3 separate regions of the Mus musculus genome follow, and all the other regions are linked to region 1. The links are chromatin contacts, called in public promoter capture Hi-C and targeted proximity ligation maps. All regions are on one chromosome and are shown on one strand. The core of a region is the stretch at or near the end of the contact, and the rest is flanking DNA. Distances in the headings are between cores, read along the strand shown.

Region 1 (2,700 bases), core at 109-2,608:
GGCATTGATAAGGTGGAGGACCGGGGCACTGGGGTAAGGTGACCCAGCTGGACAGCAGATCCCATGAGAGAAGCAGGGCTAGGAATCCCTGTAAGACAGGTAAGTGCATCTGGTTGGGACTGGGCAGGTCCTTGCAGACAGGAGCCTGAGACACGGGGCCTGGGATAAGAAGGGTGGGTCCCCACCTGGCCCTGACCTGGTGCTGACTCCCCCATCCGGCTCCGGAGAGGCCTGGGCTCCGTCCTCATCATTTTCCAGGTTCTGTTACAGGACATAAGGTTCAGATAAGCTTCAGGAATGGGCCTTTCCACTGCCCTCTGGGGGGAGGAGAAAGGCAGCCTGACAGCTTCTGCCTGGCACATCTGGCAGCTGCTCTCCTGCCTCTCCCTGCCCTCCCAGCGGAACCGGTTTGATGATTCAGAAACCAAAACCTGGGTAGGAAGTAGGTGGCTGTTGGGGGCTTCAGCACAGAATCCAGCAGGGGTGGGCTGCCAGCATGGATCCCAGGAGCAGGTGACCACTCAAATGAGGCTCTCAGGATTTTTCAGGGACCCAACATAGAGACTTTGGATTTGGTATAGCATAGCACAGGCCTCTGGGTCTTACGTCCTAAAGAACGATAGGGTTGGGGGAAGCTACCTGAGACAATGATTTATGGTGTGGTTTAGTATGAAGAGATGGGCAAACACATCATGTGTGGGGACCTCCACTTTTAGGGTGATTCTCAAAGCAGAGGGGATGCGGAGGCTCCATAGGTCACGTGATCTGGGGCTCAAGGGATGCTGTAAATATCGACAAGGTCTGGTTCAGATTGGAAGTACTCCCCAAACTCCTCGGAGTGATATTGGGGTGTCAGTCTTCAAGACAGGTGGGTTCTACACTGTTGCTAAGGCCTGGGTTCCTAGTCCGAGTTTCCGGCTCTCCACAGCTGCACTGGAACCGAACTCAGAGCTCAGAGGGCAAGGACATAAATCTGGATGAGCAGACACGTCTAGGGGACAATTTTCCGCTCCGCTGGGGTCTCTAGGCAGAGGCTCCGGAGTTAGAATTCTCCGGGGCCCGGCCTGGGGTTCCGCCCTATCCTGGACAAGAGGGTGAGACGAGCAGGGCCGTTCACCTGGTAGCGTAGCCGGGACTGCTTGTCTTCATCAGCCACCTCGAACCGAGCCCGGCGTTCGAAGTGCAGCGGCCCGAAGCGGGCGACCCCGCTGGACTCGGGCTCAGGCCCCGCGTCCTCCAGGGTCAGCTCGAAGGCATCATCGATGCTAAACTGGGGGCCGGGCGGCGCTCATGGCCCCCGCCGGCCTAGGCGCCCAGCGCCGCCGCCATTTGAGCCCGCCACGGCCCCGCCCACCAAACAGGGCCCGCCCTCACAGGGCCCGCCCCGTCTCCCTGGGAGCGAAGATCTGCCCTCTACAACCGCCCCGCCCTTGCCCGCTCCTCCTCTGCAGGCCTGAGCAGCAGAATGCAGAGTTGCTTCGGGATCGCGTCAGAGTCTCGCGGGTAGCGGGACTCGCGGCGCCCCCCAGAGGTTCCCTTGGTGAGCGACAGCCCCGGCTGTGACCAGGACCGATCTAAGCTTGTGCTTGTAAGGGAGGGGGGAGGGGAGGAGGGGGGACGGAGGGACGGGGTGTGTGTGGTGTGTGTGTGTGTGTGTGTGACGGGGTGTGTGTGGTGTGTGTGTGTGTGTGTGTGTGTGTGTGTGTGTGACGGGGTGTGTGTGGTGTGTGTGTGTGTGTGTGTGTGTGGTTGCTTTCTCTGCCCAGGGGTGTGAGGTGTGTGTGTGGTTGCGTGGTGTGTGTGTGTGTGTGTGTGTGTGTGTGTGTGGTTGCTTTCTCTGCCCAGGGGTGTGAGGTGTGTGTGTGGTTGCTTTCTCTGCCCAGCAGCTCAAACCTCATGAGGTAGCCTGGATTCCAGTCCGCACTCCAGTGCCATAGAAACTCTTGGACCTGTTCCTCCATCCTACTCACCACAGCTTCCAATGGAGGGGTGTCCTTGTCATTTTTCAGATGTGGACACTGAGGCTCAGAGCTTATATTGTTTTCTCCAATTCAGAATACATGGGGCAGCTAAAGTGATTAAAAAACAATCTTTCTAGCACTGAGTCTGCATTCCCTTCTATCTTTTTTTCTTTTTTTTTTTTGGTTTTCTTGGAAGAGGAGCTCCCTATTTAGCTCACTCTGGCCTTGAATTCCTGATCTTTTTGCCTTAGCTTTTATAGTACTGCTTTCTCTTCAGTGCTCAGGAGTGTTTGGAACTGAATAGATGTATAAATAATAGTAAATATCGGTGGCAGTTTGTCAAAGTGCTACGTCTGAAATTTGAACCCATATCTTTCTAGCTTACAAAGTGTTTGCCCTCCTCCACGTCCAACCGCCCTCACATTTTATGATCTCCCATAAAGAACTGAGTCAACCCAACTTCTCATTTTATGGTTAAAGAGGCTCCTCTCTAGTTGTGGTCATTCATTCCCCCCCCCCCATTCCCTCCATCCCCATCTTCCTCCCCTCCCCTTCTTCTCCCAAGACCTGGCCTCACTGAGTTTCAACCCAGCCTGGCTCTTACGTGGCATTGTCTTCTGTATGGATGTGTTTGCAGTGTACAAACATGGGCTCCTGTATCAAGTGCATTCTGTTGTTTACATTTTTCCATTTTTCCACTCAGTGCTAATGGTTTCCACATGCATCTTGTTTGCTGTTT
Region 2 (2,700 bases), core at 1-2,500, 1.5 Mb before region 1:
CGGTGACCAGGAGGCAAGTCTGCTGGGGCTGCACAGTGCGTTCCACCACATCTGTGTCCCAGCGACACCCCTGGGGGCTCTTGCTTACCTTGATGGTGGGGTGTGTCTTGGTGGTATCTGTGCTTCTCTCGCCAGGAATACTGCCCGCTGAGCGCCCCTCGCATTTATAGCGGAATCGCATGCCCCGTTGCTTCGGCTGTTCGATGATCTCCACATAAGGCCCAGAAGCCTGGGCTGGCTCTGTGGGTGACACAGTCAGCCATCAGGTGCTATCCCCACGGCCCCGACTCCAGGACAGCCCCTGACTACTGAGGATGGATGGTCCAACTTACCTGAGGGAAAGATGAGGGGAAACAGATCTGAAAGGGAAAGACAAGGCACATTGTCAATAAACTCCAGTGCCCACCCTCACCTGCGAAGGCCTGACAGAGCCAAGCTCCCTCCCTTCCAAGAAAACTGAGCCAAGACCCTGAAACCTGCCCTGACAGAGGCCGGGGAACTAGAGAAAGGGGACACAGAGGCATTCCTTTGCCAGGGGAAACTGAGTCAGTGCCTGTTTTACGTTCATAAGTGACACTGAGGAGGGGGTAATACCCTCCTCTCCTCTTCTGGGGAAACTGAGTCAGATACTTTCTTCCTTACACGGAAAGGAAGCCAGAACTAATCGCATCGACACGGGGGTGGGGGGAGCCGGAGGAAACGGAGTCAAGATTCACCCGTACCCCCACCCAGGAGGGACACTGAGTCAAGGCGCCCTCCACTGAGAGGGGTAACTGAGTCAGACCCCCTCGCAGCCCGCCCCGCCCCGTGCCACCATCCGGCCTGCCGCTCCCTGCGCAGCAACCCGCGGCGCAGAAAGGGGCGGAAGACGGCGCGGGGAGGGGGGAGATTCCGCCGCAGGCCCCGGAGCTCTAGGGCAGCCATCCCCCGAGCCAGAGGGCAGCCTCACCGTCCATGGTCAGGGTCCCGGGGGCGGGGCCGGGGTCGCAGCTGAGCCCACGGCGCGCTAAAGTAAAGCCATTCGCCAGAGGCGGAAATGCGCGGCGCGCGCCCGTCGTCGCGTCACTGCCCGGAATCCGGCCGCGCCTGCGCGCTGAGCCGCCGCCACCGCCACCGCCGCGCGTGGGGGGCCGAGAGCAGGTGCGCGACTCACGCTGGGCGCGGAAGGTGTGCGGCGGGCGCGCGGGCGGGGACACCGCAGCGCGGCGGGAGGACGCCGAGGCTGTTTGTCCCGAGGCCGGCCCGACTACAAGCTCCGCAGCGCGGCTCGCTCGGGGTCCCGGTCCCGTTCCCGGCCCCGCCTGGAGGGCGGGCCCGCGATTACTCACTCTGTTTTTAGGGGATTTCGGGTCCCGTTCCCCGCCCCGCTCTGATCTCAGGAGTTTGGTGATGTCACCCTGGCCGGGACTGGAGCCGAGCCAGGGCTGGTGGCAGGCTGCGGCCATTCGCCCTGCGCAGGGAGAGGCCCAGGCCTGCTGCTCCCGCGGAGGCCAGTGACTGAATTCCACACGTTTTCCTAAGCGTGCAGGGGCCTTCTGGGGACCCGCGTGCTACGGGCCACATGCTCCCCAACCTAGATCCGGCTGCGCGCAGGAGTGCTTCGCGGAGCGAGCGTGCTGCATCCGACAGGCCTTAGGGTAGAGGGGCAGACCGAGGACTAGGCAGACACCTGTACCTCTAAGAGTCCCTGAGAGCCATGAGTGCTGGAAGAGCCCCAGGGCTTCGTCTGCACACATAGGTGCTGTCTGCTAAGGTTTAGATCTTTAGGGATCTCCGGAACCAGCTAGGGTCACACCGTGAACATCTCCTTCAAGGCCTCCCAGGAGTCCAGGCTCCAATGAGGAAAGCGTTTGTAGGGAGCAAAAATTGCCATCTAAGCCAAGGGCAGGTGTGCAGATTGAGTGTGGGGACTCTGGCCGGAGGACGCAACACATCAGGCTGCCTCCACTATGCCAGAAGGAGGAGGCGCCTCCCGGGCCACAGGAGGTTTCAGCACTCAGAGAAAGACTTATTTTCTCTAAATTAGGAAATCATGTGGGAATTGGAAAAGATTGGAAATTCTGAATTGCTTTCCCAGGCTCTGAAAAAAACAGGAAGACAAAAGTGAAAATAGTTACGCCCCTCCCACTCATTTCAGTTTCTCACTTGGCGCAGATTAGAAAAAGCAGTTTAATATTTTGCGAGGGCGGATGTCAAGGCGACAGAATGAATATAATCTCCAATTAATGGCACACAGCCATCATTGGTCCTCACATGAACCACTTGTAAAAACACATATAGTTACAATTTAAGTTAATATGAATACCAGCGTCCTTACTAAAAAGTAAAGGCTAGAAATGAGAACTCAGTAGTTTTTGCATAACGTTGCAGGAAGCTGGGATTTGATCTCTGACTCCAGGATGCTCCAGTAATCCCAGCGCTCATGGGGTCAGACGTTCAACGTCATCCTCCTCTACATAGTTTGAACCCATCCAGAACTACAGAAGATGCTCTTTAAAAAAGGATGGTTGCAGGCTGGAGAGATGGCCCATCAGTTAAGAGTCGATAATGCCCTTGCAGAAGACCAGAGTCCAGTTATCAGCAACTGTAACTGCAGCTTCCGGAGACCTCACACTGTTCTGGGCTCTTGAGAGCAACTGCATTCACATGTGCACATATATACAAAAATAAAAATAATAAAATAAAATAAAAGATAAATGT
Region 3 (2,700 bases), core at 63-2,562, 1.6 Mb before region 1:
TCAGATGGAGACCAGGGAGCCCCATGCCTTCTAGGCAAGCGCTCCACAACTAATGTCTCCCCAGCCAGATCCTGACTTCCTGGGTTTGTCAGTTCTTATTTTTACCATTATTTCCAAATCTTCAACCTGTGGCATGCCATCCGCCTTCTTTCCCCAAATGTGTATCTGCCCGGGCTCTGGGTTATGGGAGGGAAGCAGGCAAGGGAACAAGACGTTCTGAAAAGAGGCAGCATGCACGAGAGACAGCATTTAGAGCCAGAGAAGCAGGGAGCAAGAAAGGGAGAGGTAGGAGACTGGGGCATGCTGGGAGAACAAGATCAGCAGGGTCCATGGGTTACAAAGGCCAAAGCTCCTAGGAGTCAGCTGTGAGGTAAGAGTGTAGTGAAGACTGGGTGGGCCAGCGGCCATGTGGTCTAGAGGCAGGCTCCATCCTGCTCCAGCCAATTGGAAAGGAAGTTAGAGATACATATTTCACTTTGAAAAGTATTTAGACTATTAGCAGGACAATGAAACAAAACCAACCCCCTAGGACTAGTTCTGTGCCTAAGCACATCTGTTCTCTTAGCCAGGAATTTCGCTAACCCGACCTACTTCTGCACCCTGTTCACTGGGCTCTGAGCACATCATCACCACTTCCTCCCCTCAGACTTCCTCGAGGGCGGCTCTAAGCTGTGCTTCCTACAGCATCTCTCTAGCCAAGAGTCTATCCCACCCAGATGTATTCTCTGTCTGGCTTCAGGCCTATGTGACCCGGGTTTCTCTGCTGGATGCAGAGTGCTGAGGGGCGGGGCTGGGGAGGCCACACCCCTCCTGGCAGCTTAAGTGGAGGCACCAGTTGGGGTGTGTTGTGTGGGGAGCCCCACTTGTGATGTCAGGTCTGATAGAGCCGTGGCTTTGTCTGGAGCTTTGGGGTGGGGGAAGGGCTTGCACCCTAGAGCTCTTGGGTCCTCCTCCTGGTTTGCTTGGTGGTAGTGGTGGTAGTGCCTACCGGTGGTGGTGAGGATGCTGGCAGTGAACAGCAGAGCTGAGGGCAGATCCCAGTTGCTTGTCTCTGAGCTGTTGCCCAGGCTGGAAACTCCATGGGCCTGTGCTCTCAGGACCGCACCTAGCAGCTCCTCCAGGGCCTCAGGTGGCAAGCAGGCCCTGTGCTCTGCCTGGAAGCTAGCCAGTTCAGCCTGGACCTGGGCCTGGAGGTGGCGAGCTGGAGGGCCCTCCAGGGCCTGAAGCACCACAGCCCCAAGGCCCATGGCCAGCAGGTGGGCCATAAGCAGGAGCAGGTATCGGGCCCATGGTTTCAGACTCCCCATAGCATGGCACTGAGTCTGGGAAGGTGAGGGAGTAGGCTAAGCCACCAGTGGCACCAGGGAGGGGCTGCGAAGGGCGTGGCGGGGAGGAGGTGCTGCGTGGGTAGGCGGCTGAGATGACTAGAATGAACGTGAATGAGGGAGGTGAGCCACAGCACGCCCAGTTTCTGGGGCAAGACATGGCAGCCGGGCACTGGGGGTGGGCGGAGGAAGACACTGTGGTGAGAAGACTGACTGGGTGAGAAAAGCCTGGAGAGATCCTCACACGAACGTACGCAAAGTCACGCCTCCTTGGTCACATATGCATCACTCATTCAGACACCAGGGAAGATGACAGACACAGGTTTGTCCTCTCCTGCTGCTCCCATAAGAAATCTGCTGACAAACTACCAGGGAGCAGCCTGCGGGGAGGGCAAACTTCCCAGGAAAACTCTTTGAAGGAAGTAATATTCCAACCAGAGAACAAGCTAGTTATGGTGCTGGAAAGATGGTCTGCTGTGAGGAACACTTGCTGTTCTTCCAGAGGACCTTGGTTCGATTCCTGGCACCTACATGGTGGCTCACGACTGCCAGTGACTCTAGTTCCAGGTTACCTGAGAGCCTTCCCCTGGCACAGGTATACCAGGTACACTTGTGGTAAAGACCCATGCAGGCAAAACAGCAATCTATATAAAAATATAGGGCCAAGTGTGATGGCGAATGCCTTCAAGATTTCTGTGAGTTCAAGGCTAACCTGATCTACAAAGCAGGTTCGAAGTCAGGGCAATAGAGTAAGATTGTCTAAAATAAAATAAAAGTTTAAAGATAACATCAGGGAAAAAGTCATATAGGAGTCAGAGACCAACCATGAAGAAGGGGCTGAGGAGACAGGTTGTTGTTGGCAAGTAGACCAAAGATCTTGTGAGGATGCTGAAGCATTCTGGGTGGGACAGTGATCGCCTAAGCAGAGGGTGGGAGAGGCTCTGTGGGACTCAGAATAGACACAGTTGGAGAGAGCATGAGGTAAGGGCGCTTGGTGTTCCTGACTCTTTGTTCTGGCTCTTGCTGCAGATCTCCTGCCTCTGCCTGGCTGGACTGCAGACCTGGAATGGCTACTTTGTGTAAATTGGGGGAGCTTCATTCATAAACCATGGAAGGACTGCCCTAAGGCATTGACTGGGTGGGAACCTCAAGGCCAGGTCCAGGCCACCAGGGAGGGTCACCATGCTTCCAGGTGGGTGGGCTTCCCCATATCCAGAATATGAGAGGCAAACCCAGGGCAAACCCTTGAGATTTTTCCCAGAGGTGAGTATCTCCCTGGGGTGAAGACGACACATCCTGGGAAAGGTTCCTAGAGATGACATCGCAGCTGGGCCTAGCAGGCAGACAGGGACCACCGGCAACAAGGAACCTCCGG

The links. Promoter capture Hi-C pulls out the DNA fragments that hold promoters and counts their contacts.
Region 2: a contact with region 1 is called in a targeted proximity ligation map of pancreatic cancer cells. A contact is called at or near these places in 1 of 39 promoter capture datasets (liver) and 1 of 130 datasets of targeted methods (pancreatic cancer cells).
Region 3: a contact with region 1 is called in a promoter capture Hi-C map of liver, with 4 times the contacts expected there. A contact is called at or near these places in 2 of 39 promoter capture datasets (cranial neural crest and liver) and 1 of 484 Hi-C or Micro-C datasets (muscle stem cells).

What each region holds. Positions count from the first base shown.
Region 1 is chr19:4,124,618-4,127,317 of GRCm38.p6, reverse strand. It overlaps Tmem134 (transmembrane protein 134), which reads right to left and starts at 1,358. Exons shown (of 8, transcript NM_001078649.1): 1 at 1,278-1,358; 2 at 1,118-1,276; 3 at 197-261. The coding sequence starts at 1,292. It also overlaps a transcript of Aip not described here.
Region 2 is chr19:5,636,091-5,638,790 of GRCm38.p6, reverse strand. Rela (v-rel reticuloendotheliosis viral oncogene homolog A (avian)) reads right to left here and starts at 1,250. Exons shown (of 11, transcript NM_009045.5): 1 at 950-1,250; 2 at 333-359; 3 at 89-240. The coding sequence starts at 956.
Region 3 is chr19:5,703,083-5,705,782 of GRCm38.p6, reverse strand. It overlaps Kcnk7 (potassium channel, subfamily K, member 7), which reads right to left and starts at 1,312. Exons shown (of 3, transcript NM_010609.3): 1 at 989-1,312. The coding sequence starts at 1,307.